Linked DNA regions of Sus scrofa: regions 2, 3 and 4 are each linked to region 1. A link is a contact called in public HiChIP or PLAC-seq data. All regions are on one chromosome and are shown on one strand. Each heading gives the region's core, a stretch centred on a gene start, on an enhancer-like site or on the middle of the called end of the contact. The rest is flanking DNA. Distances are from core to core; before and after follow the strand shown.

The links. HiChIP or PLAC-seq counts read pairs in DNA pulled down with a chosen protein or histone mark.
Region 2: an H3K27ac HiChIP or PLAC-seq map of skeletal muscle shows a contact between it and region 1. The contact joins the promoter of TMEM201 here to the promoter of H6PD in region 1. A contact is called at or near these places in 1 of 5 promoter capture datasets (liver) and 2 of 2 datasets of contacts at active chromatin or transcription factors (alveolar macrophages and skeletal muscle).
Region 3: a contact with region 1 is called in an H3K27ac HiChIP or PLAC-seq map of alveolar macrophages. The contact joins the promoter of ENO1 here to the promoter of H6PD in region 1. A contact is called at or near these places in 3 of 47 Hi-C or Micro-C datasets (liver and skeletal muscle) and 2 of 2 datasets of contacts at active chromatin or transcription factors (alveolar macrophages and skeletal muscle).
Region 4: a contact with region 1 is called in an H3K27ac HiChIP or PLAC-seq map of alveolar macrophages. The contact joins the promoter of SLC25A33 here to the promoter of H6PD in region 1. A contact is called at or near these places in 1 of 5 promoter capture datasets (fetal liver), 1 of 47 Hi-C or Micro-C datasets (liver) and 1 of 2 datasets of contacts at active chromatin or transcription factors (alveolar macrophages).

The regions. Positions count from the first base shown.
Region 1 is chr6:69,664,996-69,667,695 of Sscrofa11.1, reverse strand. It overlaps H6PD (GDH/6PGL endoplasmic bifunctional protein), which reads right to left and starts at 1,348. Exons shown (of 5, transcript XM_021095286.1): 1 at 1,006-1,348. The coding sequence starts at 1,010.
Region 2 is chr6:69,971,807-69,974,652 of Sscrofa11.1, reverse strand. It overlaps TMEM201 (transmembrane protein 201), which reads right to left and starts at 1,275. Exons shown (of 10, transcript XM_013998955.2): 1 at 1,028-1,275. The coding sequence starts at 1,140.
Region 3 is chr6:69,400,259-69,402,958 of Sscrofa11.1, reverse strand. It overlaps ENO1 (alpha-enolase), which reads left to right and starts at 1,295. Exons shown (of 12, transcript XM_021095279.1): 1 at 1,295-1,466.
Region 4 is chr6:69,933,457-69,936,157 of Sscrofa11.1, reverse strand. SLC25A33 (solute carrier family 25 member 33) reads right to left here and starts at 1,348. Exons shown (of 7, transcript XM_003127538.6): 1 at 1,015-1,348. The coding sequence starts at 1,070.

The DNA.
Region 1 (2,700 bases), core at 99-2,598:
AGAGCTACAGCTGCCGGCCTACGCCACAGCCACAGCAACTCGGGATCCAAGCTGCATTCTCAACCTACTCCACAGCTCACAGCAACACCAGATCCTTAACCTACAGAGCGAGGCCAGGGATCAAACCCACAACCTCACCGTTCCTAGTCAGATTCGTTTCCACTGCACCAGGATGGGAAATGACTGTTTCCCTTTGAAATAACCTAAAACCATCTGACAACACAAGTCACTTAGTGAATTATAGTCTTTGGACAAACAACTTGAATGTCTGCCTGGAGTGGCCATTTGCTGAGCAGTTATGTACCTCAAAGAAACATTTACACAAAATATTGCCTAAAAATGAGCTCTGTTTATGCCAAACACGGAGCATTTTTGTCTCAGGTGCTCCTAAAACTTGCCAAAAGATTAGTTTCATGAGCTCAGAAATTCGATCAGCCATCCGCCACCGTAGAAAAATGTAAAACATGATTTAAAATACTCCTGGTCTACCCAGGTTTCCCTCGTTGGCCAAAGGCCAAACATGAGCCACAGGCTTTGATGAGGGGCACAGGGATGAGTGGGCAAGGAATTTCGGCTTATGATTTTTCCAGAAGTTCTCACTTCCTGCTAAACATTCAAGCTTTGGGTGAGCCGATTTTCAGAGACCCAGAAGGATTTACTTCTGGAAAACCAAAAACCAGAACCGAATTCCAGAAAGCCTAGGAAAAGGGACCTCACTGGGCCCCTGGACCAGCCTTGATGGGGCCTGGCTGCCTCCTGTAGACCTGCCACCCAATAGAGCCGCCACCGCGCTAAGGGATCTGCGGAGGAGGAGGAGAACAATGAATTTATTCTGCGGAAGGAAGGCGGGGAAGGGAATTCGGGCGGGTGGGTGGTGGCTCGGGTGACTCTTCCCAACCATATGCCCGAGGATTTCACCGCCACGCGTGGCCAGCCTCCCGGGCCTGCTGTAAAGACCTCCTTGCGGCCGGAGGAGCGGGAGAGAAAGCGGGGGAGGCAGCTTACTTCATCTCGGCCGTCAGAGCCGCCTGCTTCTCCGGGAAACGTCAGGGGCGGCGCGGGGCTGCGGGCCGAGCTCAGGCCAGGCCAGGGACCCGCGCATGCTCTTCCGCCCGCCGGGCCCGCCCGGACAGGTGCGCGTCACGCGGCTCCGCGCCTGACGCGCGCTCAGGTTTCGCCAGCGCGGCCGGGGGCGGCGAGCGGGGAGGGCGCCCCTTCCCCGCCCAGCCAGAGACGCTTCCTTGTCCGGGGGCGCGGCGGACCCGCAGGGCCTGGGTCTCAGATCGCAGCGGCCTTGGTGCGCGCGCAGGGAGATCCCGGGCCTGGAACGCGCGCGCGCGCACAGGGGGAATCAGGCCAGGGGTGCGCGCAGTGGGCGGGGCCGGGGCGGGCCGCGGGGGCGGAGGCGCGGCGAGGCCACACCCCCTAGCTCTGGGTCGCGGAGGAGGGAGGGGCGGAGACCTCCCAAATGATTCCTTGGTTCGTGTGGATCTTCTGGATTTAAGAGCGAAGTGAGCGGGCCCCTCCTTCCGGCCCTGGTTTCTGCTGCGCATGGTAGAGGCTGCCTTCGGGGACACAAGAGGGCCGAGGGAAATGGTGTCTCGTGGAGTCTGGTTACTGGCTCCCTCCCGTATCTGGCACGAGCTGTGGGACCTGGGACCTGGGGCCTGACCTCCCTGGGCCTCGCTTTTCTCCATCTGTAGAATGAGCGGCTTGGTTCATCCTATTTTCTTTTCTCTCTCTCTATTTTTTTTTTTTTTTTTTTTTTTTGCTTTTTAGGGCCGCACCCCTGGTACATGGAAGTTCCCAGGCTGGGGTCTAATCGGAGCTGCAGTTTCCGGCCTATCTGCCGGCCTACCCCCACAGCCACAGCAGGGCGAGATTCGAGCCGCATCAGCGACCTACACCAGAGCTCAGGGCAACAGCGGGATCCTTAACCCACTGAGCGAGGCCAGGGATGGAACCCACATCCTCATGGATACCAGTCGGGTTGGTTACCACTGAGCCGCATGGAGAACTCCATCATCCTATTATCAATATCCAGACGTAGTGATTTGGGCGCGGGAGAGCCGTCTATGGTCATGTCTCCACCAGACAGCTTCAAATCTCTGCCTACATTCCTGTGACCCTGAAGACACTAACCAGCCATGAGTGCTCAGGAAATGGTAGCTGGCACCTCTGTGGCTTTATCCACAAGACGGTGATGGGAATAAGGCCTCTGTAGTGTGATGGTGAGGTTATACAGGAGGTGACAGGGTCAGCTGCCTCTCTTGGCCCTCGGGAGATGGTACGCTGGTCCTCTCCCCTGGTCCTCACCATGATCACGCTGTACCTCACCTTTGCAACTGTTTTCTCCCAGCCCTGCAGTGCTGTCCGTGACTCCCTGGAGCCCTGGCCATCAGAGAGGCAGCCGCTCCTTCCCACTTCTCAGCAGCAGCTGGGTGACCACAGGTTAAATAAGGCAGGGCCAGAGTTCCCTGGTGGCCTAGCAGGTTAAGGATCTGGTGTTGTCACTGCTGTGGCACGGGTTTGATCCCTGCATGCCACAGGCATCACCAAAATAATATTAATAATAATAATAAATAAGGCAGGGCCACTGCTGCACTGACCGGCCAGACTACCCAGGACCACCTCCTAGACAGAGGTTGGCCCTCCCATCCCCGCTGCTGAGCATCTTAGCACTGTCCCTTCTTCAGACTC
Region 2 (2,846 bases), core at 26-2,525, 310 kb before region 1:
GGTGCTGCCTAAGGAAGAACAGACCAACCCTCTGGGTTCCAATGCCAGCTCCCAGCTCCCTGACTCGCTGCTGGGTGGCCGTGGGCAAGTTCCTTCCTCTCTCCCACCGAAAGAGCTGAGCTTCCCACCTCCCTTGCTGATTCTACAAACCCACTCATTCTGTCCCCAGAATGTTCTCACAACCCCCTCTTTTTCCTTGTTCCCTGGGAAGGTGGATCAAATGAGGACACAGTGGGGCTGCCCCTGAGGCCTTGCTGGAGCAAGAAGCCAGCTCTTCGTATGGGGGGAGGGGGCGATCAGCGTATCTTTAAGCCTGGGCCAGGGCAGGGGACACCCACTGAACCCCAGCAGCAACCCGGCCCAGTTTTAAACACCTCTGAAGTATGTCAGGTTTTCTGCTCTTGGAGGCAGTAGGGCCAAGGGGTTAGGGATGCAGGCTCCATGGCAAGGATGCTTCAGCTCACACCCTTACTCCTCTGATTAATAACAATTTATGTAGCTCTTTTGTCCCTCCGCTTCTCTAGGGAAGGCAGGGGTTGTGCCTCTGAAATGAGCTAATGTGAGATTAGAAGGACGCCTGAGACAGCGTATACAGACCAGAAACTGCTGGCTGGGATCACGCTACTCCAACGTGCTCCTGAGGACCAGGGATGGGGGCTGAGTCGGAAAAGAGAGCGGCCCGAGCCCCGCTCGGCTCTCCCTCAGGGTCTGGGGGCCCTGAAGACCCTGCGGCTCGGCCATCACAGGTCTCCGCGGGGGAAGGAAGTTCATAGCCCACGCGCTGGCTGTTGCCGCCCGCCCCACATTCCTGGGGACCCTCAACCCGATCCTCAGCCGCTTCCCGACCGAGGATTCGCAGCCCGCTCTTCTTTTCTGAGGCGGGGGCGTGCACGACGGGGCTCAGCGCGGCACACACGGGCCCCACGCCACACCGCGGCCCCGGCGCGCACGGAGAGGGAGGCTCCGGAGCGCCGGGGCGGGAGGGCCGCGGGCGCGGGCCGAGGCCGCGTGGGCCGCGCGCACTCACCTCCGCGCGATCCGGTAGAGCAGCACGCCGGCGGCGGCGCACGCCGTGACCCCCAGGCCGCCGGCCAGGCCGGCCGTGGGGCAGCGGGCCAGCAGCGCGCTCACTCCCTCCATGGCTCCTCGCGCAGGCGGTGGGCGGCGGCGGGCAGCGTCGGGAGGCGGTGGCGGCAGAGCCGAGGGACGCAGGCGGGACGCGGAGCGGCGGCGCGCGCCTCCCCGCGCCGTGACCTTCGCCGCTTTGTAGCCGGCGCGGGCCCGCCCCCTGACTCGGCGCGCTCCCGCTGCGCAAGCCAATCGAAGCGCCGGGCGAGCCTGGTGGGCGGGGCGCCGGCGGAAGTGGCTGTGCCGCTCGGAGTGCGCCCCCCGGCGGCAGGAGGTGGGAGGCTGCGTGGAGCCCCGTCCGCCCTCCACCGCTTCCTCCGCACTCGCCCGGCGCCTTGCCCAAAGTCGGCTAACTTCAGCATCTCCAGTTACTTGCCAGATCGTAACTAGTCTTCCCCTCTTCTCCCTCCACCGCTAGTCCAGGCTTCCCAACACCTAGACAAGCCGACCAGTTGCAGCAGGTTGGAGCTTCTTAAGCCACTTCCCCTGAAGCCACTCCAAATAAGTTTGTAGGAGTTCCCTTTGTGGCTCAGCCGTTAACCAACCCAGCTAGGATCCATGAGGATGCGGGTTCGATCCTTAGCCTCGCTTAGTGGGTTAAGGACCCAGGATTGCTTTGTGCTGTGGTGTAGGTCGCAGACACGGCTCGGATCCAGCGTTGCTGTGGCTGTGGTGTAGGCTGGCAGCTGCAGCTCCGATTGGACCCCTAGCCTGGGAACGTCCATATGCCGCACCAAAAATCAATCAATCAATCAATCAATCAGTTCGTAGAAACACGAACCCTCCCTGCACACCACCAATCCCCACCAATAAGGAGGAGGTTGAATATACCACAGGACAGCCATGCTTCAGAACATAAATCCAACTATTAGAATGTCAGGGCTACAGGGACTGGCCTAGAGGGGTGAAATAGTTTCATAACAAAGTGATTTGCACATTAATATTTATATCTAAGTTTGAATAAACTCCTATAATTTATGTTTGTAGGAATAGATAATACTGAACAGCAAACAGTTACCTCAGAAGAGCAGGAAGATTATCCAAGAGTTTTAGTATTATTGGTTTGCACTAAATTACTTTTGTCTTTTGAGGGCCACACTTGCAGCATATGGGGGTTCTCAGGCAAGGGGTCGAATCCGAGCTGCAGCTGCCAGCCTACACCATGGCCATGGCCACACCAGATCAGAGCCATGTCTGTGACCCACACCACAGCTCACAGCAACACCGGATCCTCAACCCACTGAGTGAGGCCAGGGAGTGAACCAGCATCCTCTTAGATACCAGTCGGATTCGTTTCCGCTGAGCCACAAGAAGGAACTCTGTGCTAACCTCATTAAAAAAAAAAAAAAAAAAAAAAAGCGAGTTGGAAATGTTCGTATTTAATTACAATGTACTTCTCAGCGTTCCCACACTTCATGCTTTTTGAGGTCAACATTAGAGTCCTTACTGTCCTAGTGAGCGATGGGTTTTTTATCAGCAAATGTTACCTTTGTTTCATGCTGCTGGCTAATCTGCCCCACAGTCTAGTCCTGTGCCTTCACCAGGACCTGCAGGAGGGAAGGGAGCAGGGCCCCAAGCCTAGGCGGTGAGCAGTCTGCCCAGAAGTGCGTCTTTCTTGGGAGGGGTGTTAGCACCGAGGCTTTCCTTTGGCGCGTGGCTGGTTTCACCGCTCATGAATGAATCGCAGTGAAGCTTCCCTTCAAAAAGTGAGACGTGGT
Region 3 (2,700 bases), core at 46-2,545, 260 kb after region 1:
GCCTACTGTCAGTGATAAATCATAACTAAATACCTGTAACAAGATAACTGCCCCTTTGTTGGATGAAAGGCAAATGTGAGTCCCACCACTTGCTAACAGAGCCTCAAGTGCAGAGAAGACCCCCAGGACATTTGGCCACCTGTGGTTTTGGAAGGGATCTGAGGGCATCTGTACTAATCATTCACATTTCAGCTCCGATTTAAGGTCGAAGTGCTGGCTCAGAACGCTGTGCCCTCAACACTGTGCAGTCGGGCTCCAAGAATCCTGCAACAGCAGCTGTCTGAGATCATGTTCTACATTCAATTCCCTGCTAGGAATCACTGGTTGTGGCCAGAGAGCCTTGTCTTTCCACCTTTATCTCTCTAACCATTTTTAACATAAAATGAAAGAGATTGCTTTGGAGCCCTTTGTGGGCTACACCTTAGACTTGCTCTAAAAATTAGTGTCTGATTTCTGCAGAGTTTTTAAGGTTTAGGAGATGGTGGCTGTTGATTTAGCTGCTGAGTCATGGGGCTGGGACCACGGTTTTAAGAAGTCTGAAACATCAGTGTATTGCCGGTGAAATCACAAACTCTCCTTGCCGAGTTCATATAATTTTTTAGGAAACATTTTATAATTTCCTTGTCGCTTTTTTGCTGAATTTAATCCTACAGTTCTTTCTTCCTAGTCAATAGAAAACAAATGATTGTGGACTCAATAGGACTTCACCTTTACCACACTCTAAGAGTTAAGGAAGTACAGCAAGTTTTTACAGCTGGCCAGAAGAAACGATTAAACTCAAATACATACATGAATCTATGCAAGACGATGTGGAAAATATGGCAATGTATGACATTGTTTTAGCTTACAAACTCACAAACTGGGAAAATACGAAAAGTAACTCCATTAGAAAAGGAAGCCCTCCCTTGAGCAGGGAAAGCGTGCAGAACTGATCTGAAATGGGTGTGAGTTCTTTCTCAAGAAGAGAAAATAACTGCGCCCACTCTTGCCTGTTTTCATTTGTCAGACTACAGTGTAATGTTACCTGTTTTGAACTTTGAGAAATCTCCAGGTTTATGTGAAATTCCAATCTCAAAGCATCACATGCAACATTAAGATCCACACAGCGAACTAACCCAGGGCACGCACGTGGGAAGTGTGTAATTAAGGGAAAGTCAATTTCCTTTTGGCTCTCGGTCTGATACTCAGGTGTGACCAACGACAAGGACAAAGGAACCAGGTCACCTTGGCGGGCGGCCGGGCGCGCAGGCGCGAGTGGGCGCACGTGGCCCGGCTAGCGGCTCTGCGGCGCGGGAGCGCAGTCTGGCCACGCGGCCGCCAACGTCTCCAGGCCGACAGGGTCGCGGGCACAGCGCTGCGGGGAGTGGGGTGGGCCGGCCCGGAAGGGCGGGCTGCGAAGGTCGTCACCAAGGTCGTGGGCCGGACGTGCGGCGCCGGAGCGACGCTGCGTGCGTGCGGGACTCGGAGTACGTGACCGAGCCCCGAGCCCTCATGCCGGCCGCGCCGCCCCGCCCCTGCCCCGGGGCCCAGGCGGCACAGACCAGGCTCAGCCTGGGGTCCCCACGTGGGGCGGGAGCGAAAGGAGGCGGGGGCTCGCGCGCCCCCCATCCCGGGCGCCGGGAAGTCAGGCCCCCAGCCCAGCCCCGCCCGACCTCTGAAGGATGTCGCCCCCTCTTCTGGGCGGTGGCGGCCACCGCAGTCTCGCCTCTCCCTGGGAGGGGAGGGCCCGAGTGACGGCGCGCCGGGCCAATGGCGAGGCGGCACGGAGTGGGCGGGCCCGAGGGGCGGGAAGTGGGCGGGGTCTCCTGAGCAGGGCAGGAAGTCCAGGCCCGCGGCGCAGAGACTAGCTGGGGGGACTCGGAGCGCCCGGACCTTTTGGCTTAACGCTCGCTCTCGGCGTCTGCAGCTCCCTCTGCTTATTCCTCGGGCGGCGACCTTCAGCGGCCGGGTGAGGACTCGAGGGAGGGCTGCCGAGCAAGCGCCCGGGGAAGCGGCTCGTGGGTCCCCCAGGCCCGCGGGCGCTCCTGTCCCCCAGACGGCGTGCCCAGGGTTTCGGCGGGGGCCGGGAAGGGGTTTGTCGGCGCGCGCGAGCGGCTCCCCGGGGCCAGACTCGCCGCCCGAGATGAGGGCGCGGCGCCGGGATTCTCCGAAGGGGAAGGATGCAGCTCAGCCTGTGATTACGTGTTTCGGAGCCGCGTAACTGTCCCGGGAAGTCGGGGGTGGAGCACGCGGTCCCCAGGACAGCAGGCGGTGAGAGTGGATGGTTTGGGGAGTGCTCCAGGCCCAACCCGCGTGCTCATTAAAGCCAGGCCGTTCCGAAAATGCTGGGAGGGGCCCGGAAAGGAGACCTGCCCGGGAAGCGCAGCCCCTGCCTCCTGCTGGTGGCCTGACGTCTGGGTGTCCAGCCCGTCGCTGCTCCGGGATGAGCAGGCATGATCCGCCTTCAGAAGGCTCTTGTTCATGGGGAAGCTGCAGCCGAGCCGTGTGGTCACTGGGAAGCCTTCCAAGCGACCTCGCCCAAGTCGGGCACGAGCCGATCCCGGCTCCCCCGGCTGGCCACCAACAATCGGCCCCTTATCTAACATAAAAAGGATGTATTTTAAGAAAAATTCTCTTTCTGTGCTTCCTCTGCAGGGAGGTCTTCCCCATGGGCCGTACGGGCCACTTGTTGACCTGCCCTCGGCGCACCTAGGTGGCGGC
Region 4 (2,701 bases), core at 99-2,598, 270 kb before region 1:
GTGGCCCTAGAAAAAAGACCAAAAAAAAAAAAAAAAAAAAAGATAAAAATCTAGGATAAATCCTACTTTATGTAAAATGCCCTATACTTAAAAATGGCTGTGCCAGGCCTGTGAGGCGCTCAAATAAGACTCCAAACATTTAGGCGACTTCAAAAGGACCCAAAGCAACCCAAAGCCATTAAAAGAAAAAAATTTACCAATACAAAACATTTTCATTTTTATTTTCCGAAAAAAACAAAAACACCAGCTCCCTTCCTAACCCCCTACCATCCAACCTCCCTAAAAATATGCTTCCTCCACTGAAAAACATCAAGTGCCATAAAGATCAAACTAATGAACGCTTTAAAAACAGGGTGCATCTTAGAATTACGCTGTTTCTGACGATGGACATTTCACAGCAGTTGAGAAGCATTTCAACACACCTTCCTGATCTCACTTTGCCCGTAGATTCCCCCATCAGTCCTCCCACAGACTGCTGACCCCAGGATCACGGTTCACCAGCACTTTCCAGGCCCCTGCAGATACCCAACACCTGCAGCCCTCCCGACGGTCTGAACTCGCCCCTGTGCTACCCTGAGGAACTACCGGGCCAAACCGAGCATCCACAAGGTTGCCCAGGGCCTTCGGAGAAAGGCCCTGGAGGAGAATACAGGCAGGAGGGCAATTAGTATACTGTGCCCAGGAAGGACCATCCCGAGTAACACTCGTAAGAGCAGCCACTAATTGTTTAAAAGGAGAAAAAGCTAGAGACATCTCGGGTTGGAGGATGGGCACGGGAGGGGAACGGACGCAGGGTACAATCACTCTCCCGAGATGCAGCTGGGAGATGGGACAGGCCCCGAGCTTCCCCCCCGCAACCGGGCCTCCCCACTGCCCCGACGCCGGCACTTCCTCCTCGAGAGCCAGCGTTTCAGCCGGGGGAGGGCAGGTAACCCTACCCGGAGCACAGAGGGCACCGGGAGGGCGGGGCCGAGGACGAGAGGCGGGGGCGCGGGGTCAGACCGGGACACTCACCCGCCGGCGAAGAGGTGAAGCAACGTGTTCTCCTTCTGTTGAGTGCCCGTCGCCATGGCCGCGCCGGCTCCGCGGCCCGCCGCCGCCGGCTGCCGTGGGCTCGAGGCCGCTCGACGGATACGCAAGGTAGCCGCTCCACTGGCCCCACTGCCCTTAGGCAGCCGCCCGCGCCGCCTCCATGCGTGGCGCGCGCGCCCCGACGACCGGCACCGTCGGCCTGCACCCTCCACCGCGTGGCCGCAGGCGCCTCACCGGCCTCTGCGGCGCGAGCCCGGCAGCAAGCGGGAGCCTGGCGCGCGGGCGTCGTGTGCGGAGTCCAGGTCGTGACGTCACTCGGCGGCGCGAGCCCGGGGCGGTGCGCGGTGGGGGTGTGGGCCCCGATCCCGAGCGCCCATTGGCCGGAAGGCGGAAGTGGGCGGGGTGACTGGGCAGCGGGAAGGGGCGGGGCTGGACCAATGCGCGTGGAGTGAGAACCGGCCGAAGCTGCCTTGTCCCTGATCTGGAACGCGCAGAAACTGCACTGGGTCGAGTTTAGCGGGACCCTCCACCTGGCCTTTTTTCCTTTTTTCAGTCAAGTTTACTTTGTGATACATAGGATGTGTAAAAACGTATATAGATTATGTATGACCTCTCATATCTGTGTACTAATCTCGCAGTTTAGGGGGAAAAACAAGGTCCAGACAGCCTGAACCCTCAGTATACCAGCGGTGGTATCCTTTGGGTGTTTGGAGGTTTTTGTTTTTTGTTTTTTAAGGGCCGCACCCAGGGCATATAGTGGTTCCCAGACGAGAGGTCAAATTGGAGCTGTAGCTGCCGGCCTACACCACTGCCCCTCGGAATCGGAGCCATGTCTGCAACCTACACCACAGCTCACCGCAAGACCAGATCCTTAGCCCACTGAGCAAGGCAAGGGATTGAACCTCTGTCATGGATGCTAGTCAGATTCGTTAACCGCTGAGTCACGATGGGATCTCTGTTTTTGTGTATTTTTGATTTTTCTAGAAATACCATCCTGTGCTGCGATACCTTTTTGGCCTCTTTTCTGTTCATCTCCAGCCCAGACCTCTGAGCTTCAAGCTTCTATATGAGAGCTGCTTATTTACTTTAATGTCAAACCCAGTCTGGCGACCCATTAACTCCAAGTCTCCCAACGCAGGCTTTCCCTGCCCGCCCCTCCCCCTCCCCCGCAACACATGATTCTATTTAATTTCCTCACAGAGATGTTCCCCTTGTGGCTCAGTGGTAACGAAAGGGACTAGCATCCCTTGAGGACCCGGGTTCCATCCCTGGCTCCATTTCCATATGCTGTGGGTTCCGCTCTAAAAAGACCCCCGAAAAAAAAAATTCCTCACTTAGGCTTCTGCAGTTACTTTGTTGTTTTATTTGTGTAAATTGTCCTGCCCCTGGAGTGTAAGCCTCGGAGTGCAGGGACCTTGTGTCTTTTTGTTCATGGTGTTTTCTGACAAGGTACCTGCCACTAATAATGATCAAGAAACTAATTCCTGAACAGAATTCATCACTTCATTCTTCCCCTCCCCCAAATCTGTCTGTTTCTTGCATTTCCTGTTCTGGAGAATGGTGACTCAACCGTCTGCATAGCTCCCAATACCAGAAACTTTCTCCTTACTTTGGACTTCTCTCCCTCCCTCCCTCTCTCTCCCTCTCTCTCTCTCCCTAGCGCTCTCTC